2 separate regions of the Sus scrofa genome follow, and region 1 is linked to region 2. A link is a contact called in public Hi-C data. All regions are on one chromosome and are shown on one strand. The core of a region is the stretch at or near the end of the contact, and the rest is flanking DNA. Distances in the headings are between cores, read along the strand shown. Region 1 overlaps TLE3 (transducin-like enhancer protein 3). Region 2 has its middle 97 kb from the start of RPLP1.

Evidence for each region. A called contact is a pair of places that touch in the nucleus more often than the background predicts.
Region 1: a contact with region 2 is called in a Hi-C map of liver, with 7 times the contacts expected there. The contact joins two enhancer-like sites. A contact is called at or near these places in 5 of 47 Hi-C or Micro-C datasets (blood, brain, embryonic fibroblasts and 1 more) and 1 of 2 datasets of contacts at active chromatin or transcription factors (alveolar macrophages).

The regions. Positions count from the first base shown.
Region 1 is chr1:167,835,779-167,842,459 of Sscrofa11.1, reverse strand. The region is part of intron 4 of TLE3 (transducin-like enhancer protein 3); the gene reads left to right. Among named protein-coding and RNA genes, the nearest start is that of TLE3, 17 kb to the left of the region's middle. Within about 2 kb of position 5,014, at least 3 of the 83 cell types and tissues checked have an H3K27ac peak or open chromatin away from gene starts, as enhancers often do. A contact at or near this core is called in liver, where this site is marked.
Region 2 is chr1:167,390,132-167,397,028 of Sscrofa11.1, reverse strand. No RefSeq gene overlaps it. Among named protein-coding and RNA genes, the nearest start is that of RPLP1, 97 kb to the right of the region's middle. Within about 2 kb of position 2,013, at least 23 of the 83 cell types and tissues checked have an H3K27ac peak or open chromatin away from gene starts, as enhancers often do. A contact at or near this core is called in liver, where this site is marked.

The sequences.
Region 1 (6,681 bases), core at 3,765-6,264, 440 kb before region 2:
TGTTGAAAGTGATGGTGGTTTGGGAGGAAGCCAGTCTGCAAGCAAGCTGATCATATAAACAAGTTTCTAAATAACTGATTTTGATTTTTATGGCCTATGAAATGCCACCATTCCTGCCATCCTCCTCTGGGGAAGAGGGACGCCTCCGACCCGTTTAGTCTAAAGAGAGGGACATGCTCTTGGGTTGTGGGTAGGTAGGTGGGTGGGTACAATGGGGCTGTTTGTGCCCACAGTGTCCCTGTCTCTTCTACCTCATCTTCCCCTCCCCGCCCACCACCCAGGTTTCCCAGAGAACCCCTGCCCTTAAAAAGCCGGAGCCCTTGCTTCATTTGTAGCGCTGACCTTACAGGGAGACCCCCAAAATTTAACGAGCTGCCTCTGCAAGGGTAATGTGACTTTTACAGCCTGTTGAGGGGCAAAGGGAGATTTGCATAATGTTCCAAGGGGGATTAGGTGGCTGGGGGTTGCCATGGCAACCCCACAGGGATGAATTGAGAATTTTTCCTCCTGGCAGGAGTTGGCCAATGGAGTCTGGGAAGGTGGGGGAGGGGGGCAGGGGTTATCTGAGGGGAAGGAGGGGAGGGAGGGATGGGGGGTGGGGGGAGGGGGGCGGCGGCGCCTGGGATGAATGGGCAGTGTTGGGGGAAGGTGTAATCTGAAAAGGCTTTCCCTGTTTCCGTCTACACAAGCAGCCTCTTTGAGGGCCATTCCCTGGAGTGGGGGTGGGAGGCAGGCAGAGTTTAATGTGTTTGGGAACCAAGAAATTAAAGTGAACAAATATTTAAAGATTATTGGATCTTGTTAACAGGAAGCCCAATGGATGGAAACTGAGAGTCTTGAGAAATGAAAGTCTCCGAGTCTTAGAGCCAGGGAGGGACTTACTGTCGTCTTCCCAGGTCTCTCCCATGAAGTGATGTCCATCCCCTTGTGCCCGTTGGGCTGCCATTGACTGCTCCCCAGGACAGGGCCCTGACTTGCACAGCCCCTCATTGGTTTTTGAGAGCTAATTATTATCTTGGACCCAAATCTGCCTCCTTCCTGCAGCGGACGCTGAGGCCCTAGTGCAGGACACGCCCGGGGCGGGAATGCAGGTCTCTGGACTTTGCATTGCCAGCTCTTTCCAGGGTCAGTGGCCTAGATGCTCCCTCTGTTCCCTGACCCGTGCCACTCCCACCCCCTCACTCAGCCTCACCATTCCCAATGCCCTTACTTCCTAAACTCTTGGCAGAAAATGTCAGAGATTTCTAGTGGGCACAGGAAAGGAAGTCGGATTTCTTCCAGGGAGCATGTGGGATGGCGCTCAGCTCCTCGACCCCCTCGCCTTTCTTCTGCCCAGGAGCGGGAGGAATCCTCGTTGCCATCCTTACCCTGTGTGATGGGGGCTACAGCCAGTGTCCCTTTTCCTCTCCAGCGAGACAGATCCTCAGGGTCACACCAGGGTTGGGCCTTTTCTTGTTCCCAGCCCTCCCGGCATAAAGAATTCAGCAGGCTTCCTCGGAAGCATAAATATTTAATGGCGTTGTAGTTATATATAATTTGATCAATATGTCAGTGCTAAAAGGGCCTTTAAGGAGGCTCACCTATCACTGAGTGATCGGTGATGTAAATGTCCTCAGCCCCTCCAGGAGCAGGGGTCATTATCTCCCGGCTGCTAAGTGGGTCATTTATTCACCCCCTTCTTAAAAACACCGGGGAGCTGCTCTCCCCTAGAGCCTTTGCATGGCAGAGATGGAGTGGGGCCTGGGAACCTTTGCTGGAGGCCTCGACCCTTCCTGTCTCTGGGCTTCCTTCCCACGGGCGATAAAACACCCATGTGCAGAGTTCCCATTGTGGCTTAGCAGTAACAAACCCGAATAGTATCCATGAGGGTGTGGGTTCCATCCCTGGCCCCACTCAGTGCGTTAAGGATCTGGCGTTGCCGGGAGCTGCGGTGTAGGTTGCAGATGTGGCTCAGATCCATGTTGCTGTGGCTGTGACTTAGGCCAGCAGCTGCAGCTCCAATTTGACCCCTAGCTTGGGAACTTCCATATGCTGCAGGGTACGGCCCTAAAAAGGAAAAAAAACAAAACAAAACAAAACACCCACTTGCTTTATTTCAGTGCTCTGCTAGCTCAGTCAGGAGAAAATGCCTGGCAAGGAATTTCATCTTGTAGTCCAATAGTTAAGGGCCTATCAATTTAGAATTGCCTAGGAAATGCAATGGAATATTTTAACTTAAAATTGCCCCGATGCCTTGTTCTGGATTCTTCCTATATTTGATTGCCTGGTGACTGTGGTGCCTGGTTGCTGGCGATTCCTCCTGCACAGCCCCAGCCTCTCCCTGAGCCCCTGTGATTTTAATTCAAGATGAGGCAGACTCACCTTGAATATCTGAGGACTTGTGTCAGAGGGCCAGGTAAAACCTGATTCAAATTCAAGAACCCCGGAACAGGAGTTCCCGTCATGGCTCAACAGTTAACAAACCCAACTGGCATCCATGAGGACATGGGTTCGATCCCTGGCCTCGCTCAGTGGGTTAAGGATCTGGCGTTGCCGTGAGCTATAGTCTAGGTCACAGACATGGCTCGGATCCCCCATTGCTGTGGCTCTGGCATAAGCTGGCGGCTACAGCTCTCATTGGATCCCTAGCCTGGGAACCTCCATATGCTGTGGGTGTGGCCCTCAAAGACAAATCAACAACAACAACAACAAAAAGAACTCTGGAGCAGACCAAGCGTCCACCCCAGACACACATGAGGGAGTGCACAGTGGAGTAACCCAAGGCCCTGCCACCAGGATGTGACTTTCTGTGGGTCATATGACATGTCAGTCACAGAGCTGGCTGGAAAACCACCATTTCCACATGGCTTGGAGTGTAACTCAGGTCTCACATAGGTCCCTTTTCCTCATCTCATTCTTACGCACATCCACAAACGGGTCTCCAGAATCACTGCACGCTGTGCTGACTATGCCATGAAGAGATCCTTGTTTGAGAAGTGAAATCAGGACCCTAATGGCAGCCCCTGTGCTGTCTCATAGACGGGGAATTGCTCTTACTTCCCGCCAAGTGAAACATCTTCAAGAGCCCTTGCCTCACTGTCGAAAGCTTCTTGTGAATCACAGAAGGAACGTGGACAGTAGCTGCTTGACACAGATAGGACCCTCTTGCCTGCTCTGCTCTGTAGTGCTCAGTTAGGCTGATGGATGCACTTGAACGGGCCATGCTATGAAGACTGGTCCTTGGGACCGAACCCCAGCCAGCTGCAGCTTAGCCCACACCCAGCATCCGTCCATGCCTTGCCTCTTACTCTGCTTGTCCTTTAAACTCATGCTGTGCTCTGTTTTACTGAACTTTCTGGAGCAATCGACATGTCACAGAGCGACTGAGGAGGGTTTGGCCTTCTCAGACTCTAAATGATGGCTCCGGGATCTTACGAGTTATCCACTTTGTCCCTCTGTTTTGCAGACAACAAAATTGAAGCCCAGAGGAGGGAAGGGATTTGGCCCAAAGCCACACAGCGAGATTGGAGACAGAGCTGGGAATAGAGGCCAGGTCACCTCTGTGTGGCAGGGGGTCATGATATGCTCTTTAAAGCAGCCAGGTTCCTCCCTCTCCTTGTTTTTATCTGGCTGAGGTTAAAATGTGTGCATTTTCGAAGAGCTGACAGGGCAGTTTAAAACTAAATACCGGAGAGAATCTGGTGGAAGTGGCTGTCAGATGTGTCTTGAGCAGTCAGTTAAATAATTTCAAAAAAAAAAAAAGTCAAAGACTGGCCAGGTGCTGCAGGCTGGGAGCAAGAGGTTGCCAGGGTGTGGACCGAGAGCCGGTCCCATCTCCCTTCATTCAGTGTCCTGAGTCAAAGGCCCAAGGGATGGGAACAACAGTTAGTGTGAATGCTAGGGCGTTGCTGGAGCAGTGCACTCTGAGAATGTCCCACTGCCCTCTGTGTACAGTAAGATGTTCAGAGGCCCTGCTTTAACAAGGAGGTGATGGTGTGAACAGGAGTTACCTACGGGCGTGGAACAGACTGCTCTTTGGGAAATGACACCAGTCCCCCCCCCGCCCCCCAACTCTTTTGTACTCCGTCATTTACTTGCCTAACAACCACAATGGAGGCAGATGGTCCTCCCAGTGTCCACTCGGGAGCTCAGGATCTCGAGCTTGCAGGGTCTCTGCACACACTTCTCTGTCTGTGGTGAGTAGGTGAGTTCCTTCTGAGGCACAATATTTTTCCACCAGCAAAGCTGCCTTCTTTGAACCACACTTGAAAAGGAACTTTCAAAGGCAGCACCCGGCTCCGCAAACACCTTTTTCCAAAGGAAGCCGTCGTCCCGCCACCCAGCCTCCGCCTCCTCTCTGCTTCTCTTTCCGAGGCTCCGACTCAAAGGCAGTGGTTTTGTGGGACCAGGATGGAGGGAAGGATGAAGGCCCAGCCCAAGAGCCCCAGCTTATCGGTAACAGGGTGGCGGTGCCCTGAATTGCCAAAAAGAGTTTTCTAACCTAGGATCTTGTTCCAGTTGGTGACTTGTGACCCGTCCCGTTGGTTGAAAGTCACACGTCTTGATCCCTTTTTTTCTTTCCTTTCTTGGAACTGATGTTTAGAGCTTGTTTGAGTTGGATCAAATGCTGTTTTAACAGCTGTTCTAATCGGAAATGCTGTCAATTATTAACCCTGACAGTAGTTTTTCTTTCAAAAAGACTTCTCTGAGTTCTCTCAAAATGTCTCAAAATGTCGAAATTTGGCTTCTTTGTAGGAAGTCGCTTCGTGAGGTTGCTTAATTGCCAAGTGTCAGTTTCCCCCTCTGAGAACTGGGGATTTAGAAGACGCGCCTTCCCTATACGGTTCTTGCGAGCTCACACGCCTAAAATGTGTGGAACAGCTTGGGTCAGCGGATGCTCGCCGTTATTATTATCATTGTTGTTGTTAAGAGTGCCTCTGTCCGGCCAACTTTCTGTTTGTAGGAGCTTCCCCTCCCGTTAATCACCACCCTCCAAAAAATAAACATTAAGAGAAAAAGTCGGTTAGTGAACAGTTTTCCTGTTCATTCTTTGACACACCCGCGTGCCCCGAGCCCGTGCTCAGGGCTGGATGGTCTTAGGTAGAGGAGGCCAAGGCTCAATTCCTGCTTCCACATGGTGGGGAGACCAGGAGGGGCATGGTGACCCATGGCAGGTGATGACACAGTCACAGCTGGGAGGGATGGGATTTGCATACTGTCTCCCCCGACCCCCGAAAAAAACCCAGAACCCAGACCCAAGGACAAGGACCAACTGCTCCCTCCCCTTTGCCGGCCCCCAGCTCTGTACAGTCCTGACTCATGGTGTGCCAGAGTCCTTCCCTGCCACGCAGGGAGGTTGCTCTTCATTGAGTCTGAGCCGCAGAAGAGAGCCTGAATGTGGATACCCCAGGCTTCTGGAACATTCCCTATCTGTCCTGTTGGCGCTTGGTTCATGTGTGTGGTGTTGGGAGGTAAAAACTGCTCTCGAAGAGTGGAAAGGTGAGATGAGAGGGGCTTCTATGGAGCGACCCCAGCCATGGTCACCTCATGGCCTGGATACCAGGCCTTGAGCCAGGCAAGGCCACATGAAATCCCAGAAGATCCCTTTTGCTCATAACTAGAGGATGCTGTGCTCTGGACCAGGCCTTGCAGGGAAAGATCCCACCTAGGGGCACCCTGTGGCCACATGGTTGCTAATAAAAGATGTGCCAAGGGAGAAGGTTACTTTTCGTTTTGTTCCTTGGCCTACCAAGATCCTGACACTTGACCTGTTTGCTGGAGGAAGTAGATGACAGTAGGGACTCTTCTGACCACCCACCCCAGAGAGCTGTAGTTGCCGAGCGGCCTAAAGTGACCGGGAAGGTTCAGGGCCTACTGCCTGCTTTCCTGGCTGGGGAAGGGCCAGCAGCCTAAGACCCACTGGGCAGCTTGTGGCTGTTCTGGCTTGACCACTGCCTCACCCCGTTAGCAAAGGACTTGGGCTGCTGCCTACCCTGCCTCCCAGTTGTATGTCAATACTATCCACCACAGCCCTTCCCCCAGATGCCACCCAAACTGAGGCAGGCCCAGGTCCCTGGCCAGGGGATCCTGTAATATGGAGTCTCAGAAAAAGAAATGCAGGGAGGCCAGTGAGATTCTTTTGGCTCAACATTTCCTGAGCACCTACTGTGTGCCAGGCACTGCTCTGCCAGCCATTTGAGGTAAGAGGCCTTGGTGAGCTTCCCTAAGCAGTGAGAATGATTGATTTTGTTTATTTCTCTTTGCTTCTTGTTTTTAATAAAACTTCCATTCTTATTTGGCACATAAACCTGTGACAGTTGAGTGATTATGTTGCTCTGTGCAGGTTTGGACTTACCTGATTGTTTCTAGAACTTTGGCATATACAACCCTAACTCTTATATTTCATCCACTCTTGCCACTCTCTATCAATTGGGGAGAGGAAAAATGAACAGAAGTGAGAAAGGACCCTGTTTTGGAGTATGACTCTTCCCACTTACCTAGATTAATCATTTATGCAATAATTAGTACCTTCCCAGTTTCCTTTACAGTATGAATGGTGGGCAGCAGTGGGCAGAGGCTGGGACGCTGCTACAAACTGCAATGCAAGAATAGCCCCATGCAGCAAAGAATTGTCTGGTCCCAAATGCCAATAGCACTGATGCTGACAAACCACTCTGTACAGGGTCCTTGCTAGAGTTTACC
Region 2 (6,897 bases), core at 764-3,263:
GCTGGGATCTGGGAAGAGGGTCAGTGTGTATCTGGCACCGGGCCAGGCTCTTCTGCATCTTCTCATTTAACCCCTCAGTAACCTGTTGAGAAAAGCATTGGCACCGTTTTATAACCGAGGAGTCGAGGCTCTGAGGAGTTGAATGCCCATCCCAAGTCACACAGCTTCTTGATAGCAGGAACAAGATGGAAACTGGGTCTGAAGCCTGCTCGGATCATGGGGTGAGGGCGGAGGTGGACTATAATTCTCTCCCAGGCAGCAGGGGGGACACCCTAGGGAAGAGGCAAATTTTATCCCTCCTGCCCCCCAGCACTTGCTGGCTCCACACACAGTTCCTGCAGAAATGCCCACAGGGAGGCCCAGCAGTGCCCGCCCAAGGACCCACTGCATGACCAGCAAGCCATGCAGCCTCTCAAGCCCTGTCCTCAGAGGGATGTGTGCTGGGTTTAATGCTCTGCTGTTGCCATCTTGAAAGTCCTAATTTTTGAACAAGAGGTCACACCACCCTCACCTAGGCTGTCAAATAACAATGGGGAGATAGCACAGCCACCCCCAGACTTCCCTGCTCACAGTGTGCAGGGAACACCTTGCACCAGCAAAGGCTTCTGGGAGGCCCCATGCACAGACCCCAGCTCCTCCTCCTGGGCTCTTAGCAGCCAGAGTGCTTTGGTGTCATTGATACCCTAAGCTGCTGAGCTTTGCTCCGGACGGTCGCCACAGCAACCAGGGGTGGGTCTTGGCTGCTGAATAAATCAGCAAATATTTATCAAGACTGTGCTAGCAACTGTGGGGGAGAACGAGCAGCTTCATTGGATGGTCCGGTTTTAAAATACTTTTAGTAATAAATGCCCTAGAAGAAGGGGTGGTGACCTATGCGAGACTCTTTCTCTCCCGTCCTGGAAGCTATGAGGGAGATGCAATGGGTAGCTTTACATGCGCAGACTTTAAAGCCAGAGACTTCGGCATTCAAATCCCAGCACCATCACCACTAGCTATGCGTCCTCTCTAAGCCTCAGTTTCTCATTTACGGCATGAGGGCACTTACCCCTGCCCACCTCATAGGGCTCTCTCTTTAAGGACAAAGTGAGCTCATGTATAACAAAGCGCTTTGTTGACTGTGCAAATGTTAGGTTGTTCTTTCAATAAACATTTATTAAGCATTTACTCTGAGCCAAAGCCTGAGTTAAGCAGTAGAGCCCGCTCCAATGTAAACGTCCTGGGCTCATTGGGATTCACCCTTTAATTTTCCCAACTGAGGTGAAAGTCACATAACATAAAAGTACCCATTCTAAAGTGACAGCTTCAGTGGCAAATAGGGTACTCACCATGTTGCGAACCAACCTCCATCAAGTTCCAAAACAGGAAAAGCCTGGACCCATTACACATGCCCCTCTTTTCAGGGTCTATTTTCTCTTGCTATTGTTTTGTTCTTCTCAGGAGTTGATTTCCAGGGCTTGATAATATCCTGAGGTCCCTCTGATCACCTCTGACTCCAAGCCAATCCCTGGATCCAACCTCAAGCATCACAAGATGAAGCCCAGTTTCCTTGGCCAGCACTGGGGAAGCCAGAGCCCCAGGCCTGCCATTTTTAATTACACCAGGGCTGGCTGAGCAGGCCATCGCTGTGTATTTCAGTAAATTACCTCTCATAAAGGCACTCTCGTGTTTGCTCCGAGCACCCTTCTTTCCTGGAATCGGCTCCCTGTCTGCCACCATTGCCTCTTCCCAGCATCCCATGCGGCTGGCAAATGTCCGTCTTGTCAAACCCGGGAGAGTCAGGGGTGGGGGGTGGGGGCGGTGTTTGGGCAAATATTGGACTTGGCCACACTTGCTGTCGGTATCAGGAACCCGATTGGCGTTATTGATTGACAGATGCAGGGACCAACTGTTTGGAAAGCTGAGCCCCCCTCGGATTGGGGTAGGTGTTTGGGCAAACAGCCCTAATACTGGGCAAACAGGCCTGTTGGAAGAAGTGCCTGGCATGTTAGCAGAGCAAACCAAACGCTAAGCAAACAGCTTAAAAGAATGTGGCCACCTCCATGTAACCTCAACCGAGGTATTGATCCCACTGGAGGCCAGAGAGGGGCTGAGCAGGGAACAGAGAGATACAAACCCCGGCAGAATGTAAATGTTATCTTTAAGCTGCGGCTGTCAGGGCCCTAATGGGCATCTGTTTGGAATTTGTCTTCTTGCAAATCTTTAAATCCAGGTCAGGGCCACGCACAGAATTTAATAACAACTTTTCAGAGAGATCAGAGCTGGGGACTGATTTCATTTTTCATAAGCCCAACTGGGACTTGCTATTCTTCTTAGAGGGAGCAGCCTCGCACAGAAACTTTCTAGATGCAAGTTCCAAACTATGAAAAGGCAGAGCTTCCGAATATGAGTCAGAAGCCTCCTGGAGAGGGGGAAATCCAGAAATAAAAGGGCTTTCTCTGACCCCTGCATGCCATGCATGAGAGCTAGTCAGATGGAAAAAATCCTGGGATCAGCGCCAAGAACCCAGGGCTTGCCACAGCTGCTGGCTCCACCCGGCTGGACCTTCCAACATCACCTCCCGAGGCCTCAGCTTCTGCATCTCCCAAGGGGAGGAAGCATTCCCTGCCAGGCATACACAAAAGTTCCATCCAGACAGGCCCACTTGGGTGGGAAGATACACTTGCCAGAAAACACTGCCTCTGTATAAGGAGTTGGGCTATTTGCTGTGAGACCCTGGGGGAGGCCCTTCCTGGGCCCGAGACCCTCTGACCTCACCAGGTGGCAGTGGGATGGACCACAGCCATGTCTATCATCTGTTGCAGTAGACAACTGGCTACTTGGATCTGGGTGTCCTCTCCTAGAAGCTGGACAGGAGGGAAGGAATGCGTGAGGCTTGCAAATTCCTTGAAAAATCTAAAAACCATGTTTGCTTATCTTTTAATATTTCTGGAAAAGAATTGAGTGGAAAATACTTGCTCCCTGGCGGCCCAATGATGTAAGAGGGCTGTGATCAGAGGCCACTGTTGGTCCACAACTTCTCCTGAGAAAAGCCAGAGAAAGAATAAAACCTTGCCCTCTACCTCCAACCCCAGACTGGCCTGGCCCTCCAGAAGCTGGGCATACTTCAGCCATGCCCCCCCAAACAAGGAGGGGGCAAACTCATGCTGAGTCTTGTCCTGTTAGAAGACTGACCCCTACCTTCAAGGGAGGCCTTGAGCACTGTGGGTAAACCCAAGGTATTACTCTGCACTGCTTTTTATAAGAGCAAAAGGAGATTTTAAACCACTTTGGCCATCTCCTACTTTTGCTGTTCAGTCTTGTAGTGATAAGATGAATCAAAGGATGCTGTGCCTCAGAGAAGGGGGACATTTCTAGTTTTAGTGGATTTTTTTTATTATTATAGTTGATTTACAGTGTTCTGTCAATAGATCTCTAACTAGGCTCTTAATGAAAAGATGTAGGCAAAGCTGTTATGAGCATGTGCGTGGGCTTCAGAGCCAAGGGCCTGGGGTAGAATCCCATCTCTGCCACTCACTAGCTGTCTGGCCTTAGGCAAGTTACCTAACTTCTCTGAACCTCACACTCCTCTGTAAAATGGCAATACTCATACACTCTGAAGGGATTGCTATGAGGATCAAATGGGCTACTCGGCCCCTCAGTGCAGCCCCTCACCTTGTAACCCTTCAAGAAATAGTATTATTTCTCATTATGTCTATGACAAGGGGCATGGCGGACCCTAGTGAGAAGACACTGTCACTGTCCATATGCAACTGTTGGAGGATGCCCTGTTCCTAGGCACATCAGTCTTGCCTAGAAAACTGTCAGCCTGGAGTCAGCACAGAGATTTTACCAGGCAAGTAGGGTAAGGCGCTAAGTTTCTAGGAGCACAGCCCAAGAGCTTTTCAGAGGGACAGCCTCCCCAAAGGGGCACCCCAAGCCCTCCTGCTTCTACACCCTCAGCCTCGCCTGGGCTCCAGGCAGCAGAGGTCTGCATGCAATGGAGACAAAGGGTCCCCGAGAGAATCGGGCTTCTCTGTTACCCTCTGATTAGAGATGGGACAGAGGAAGCCCAAAGAAAGGGAGGATCTTGCCCAAGGTCAGAGAGAAGGTCAGCTGCCCAGCGAGTTGCTTAGGACAATAAGGAAATGGGTGATTAGACTGGGTCTTTGGAAGCAGAAGTACTTCCAGGGAAAAGCTTATCAGGGAAAAGCTAAAGCTGACCTTCCAAGAGGAGTGGGTGGTGACCTAATTCATCCCCATCACCAGAATCTTCTTAATCAATTAGGGATCCTCGGTTGCAATTAGAAACAAGTAAACTGCCCCCGTGCTGACACTCCTGCTCTCAGCCTAGTGACCAATCTGCCCTCAGTGACACATCTGTCTCCACAAAGGCTGTCTCACAACCACGTGCTCTGGCGACAAGCGAGTGAACGCAGGACACACTAACACAGGGGTGACCTGTGAGGTGCGCTGAGTAGAGAACAAGGTTTCCCAAATCTGTGCAGCCTGGCTTCTGGATAAGTGCAGAAGGGTCTCCCTCCTTGAGTGGAAGAAACTCTCAGCCAAGTTCACGCATTTTACCGAAGCCCACCACCACCACTTCAACCGGCCCGCCTCCAGGGCCTCAGTTGCCCCCACTGCAATAGGGGCCCCAGAGTTCAGACAGAGGCTGCAAGGTTCCAGGCCCCAGTCAGACCCCAGCTTACCCTCCCTCCCATCTTGCCCTTCAGCTTCTTCAAGGACCATGACACGGTTAACAGTGAAAAGGGGGACACTTGTCCAGTGTAAGGATTGCTTGCTCAAGGGTCCAGGAAGCATGCCCTCACTAGCCTGGAGGTAGGAAAAGAGGGAACACACCCACCATCTCTGCAGTCCCTGGCAGCTCCAGACCTTCCTGTCACTTCTCTTGGGCAAAGTCCTCTTTTCTTGGATGGGGAGGTACTGGCAATTCTGCAGACCTGGAGGAGATTCTGTTTGGGGGCACAAGAGGGTGCCTCCACCATTGGACCAGGCATCCCCCAGGCAGATGGCTGGAGGCAGAAGCCCTGCAAACGTGCATGTGGGACAGGTTTCTGGGGGGGCTTCAGCCCAGAGCGGATTAAGAAAGTAGAGGCAATGGAGTAGGTTGCCAGCCCCTCCTCCACCCACACTGGGGCACAGGGTCTGCTTTGCCTCACCTGCAGGGACCGCCCCCTCTGAAAGCCTAACTCAGGAGGCAGGGAAAGGGTTTGGCCCCTGAATCTGCTGCTGCCACATCTCCAGGCACAAGCTGCATTTCTGATGCTGCCAGGGATGCAGACCTGGAAACAGGCACGGCTCCCTTCCGCCATCCCCACTCTCGCCCCTCGTCGGTGTACTCATAATTACCAACTGTTTACAGCCAAGGCAATGAGACTGAATCCCCTGATAGAAGGGGTTAATTATAACAAGCCAGGAAAAGAGGGACTTATTGCAAACCGACCCTCATCTACCTGGATACATAGTCACCAGCACTACTTTTGAAAACACCCAGGGTAGAGGAGGGTTTTCACTTGAGAAGCCCCAGCTAATTACAACCATAATGTGAACTACGCAGCAGCAGCAGCACAGCTGATGAATCATTGAAAAGGCCGCGTGATGCTGAGAATGTTCAATTAATGATCCACCTCTGTGGAAACGCATCTCCACGGCCAGGTGCCCAGCTCTGGTCCATTATACTAAAATCACAGTCCTTTCTTAAACCACTGGACCGTCCACACTGACTCTATATAGCTTCGGAACTTTGAACTTTGAAATCAGTAAACACAAATATGCACTGAACCAGGACTGGCCTCGTGGAACATGGGTCTGTGACCTGCACACCCACTCAGGGTCCAAGCTCTGAAGGGTCCCTCATGTGGTTTAAAGCTCTGCCATCACTCTCCTGACATACTTAATAATTTTTTGAGCAGGGGCTCCCAGCATTTTCACTTTGCATAGGGACCTGCAAATGACATCACCCGTCTTACCCCAAACTCTTTTTAAGAAAAAACAAAACACAAATAGGAAGTGAAACATGGGAACACATACCTCAAGCCCCTTTGCCCTCATTTAAATCAAAATGCTCTATTCTTTTAAAATTCTGAGGAGTTTCCCGTTAGCTCAACAGGGTTAAGGATCTGGTGTTGTCACTGCTGAGAATCAGGTTGCTGCTGTCACAGGTTCGATTCCTGGCTCAGGCACTTCTCCATGCCACAGGTGCAGCAAAAAATAAATAAAATAGAATTTTGAGCAAGAGCACATCTGAGCTGCAGAATCTTTTTGTTGAAGAATGGGTTTTATCACATTAGAAATTCCTAATGAATAGGTCTGACCCTGTCCTGCAAGCTGAGCCTGCTCTCCTCAACCAGCTGCTGTCCGAAAAGCACCGTTGTGACCTGTGGTATCTGCAAATTGAGGTCCAAGAGAGTCAGCCTTTCCCAGCCTGCCTCTCAGTTGTTCAAAAGTATTCATCCAGTATCTCGATAGCAAAAACTCTAGGCCAAATGAAGCAAATGTTTGGAACTGCCAGACTTCTCAGAACCTTTAGAGAGTTACCAGCATCTGTGATTCTCCACGAACAATGCTGACAGCACTTCCCAAGCTTATTTGACAACATCAAGCCACCACCCACCCACTTAGGGGAGGATTTACTCTCAGGCTCTCGGAACTTAACCTGCAGAGTCCCTGGCCTGCCCAGGTCATTCCAAGGTTCTAGAAGGACCCCATCAAAGTGTTGATCCTGTTATATGCTCGAGAAACCTTTGAAGAAGTCAGCTCTTGCTATAGCTATATTCTTTTTTTTTTTTCTTTTTTTTTTTCTTTTTTTCATCTTTTCCAGGGCCGCACTTGCAGCATATGGAGGTTCTCAGGCTAGGGGGTCTAATCAGAGCTATAGCTGCCAGCCTACACCACAGTCAC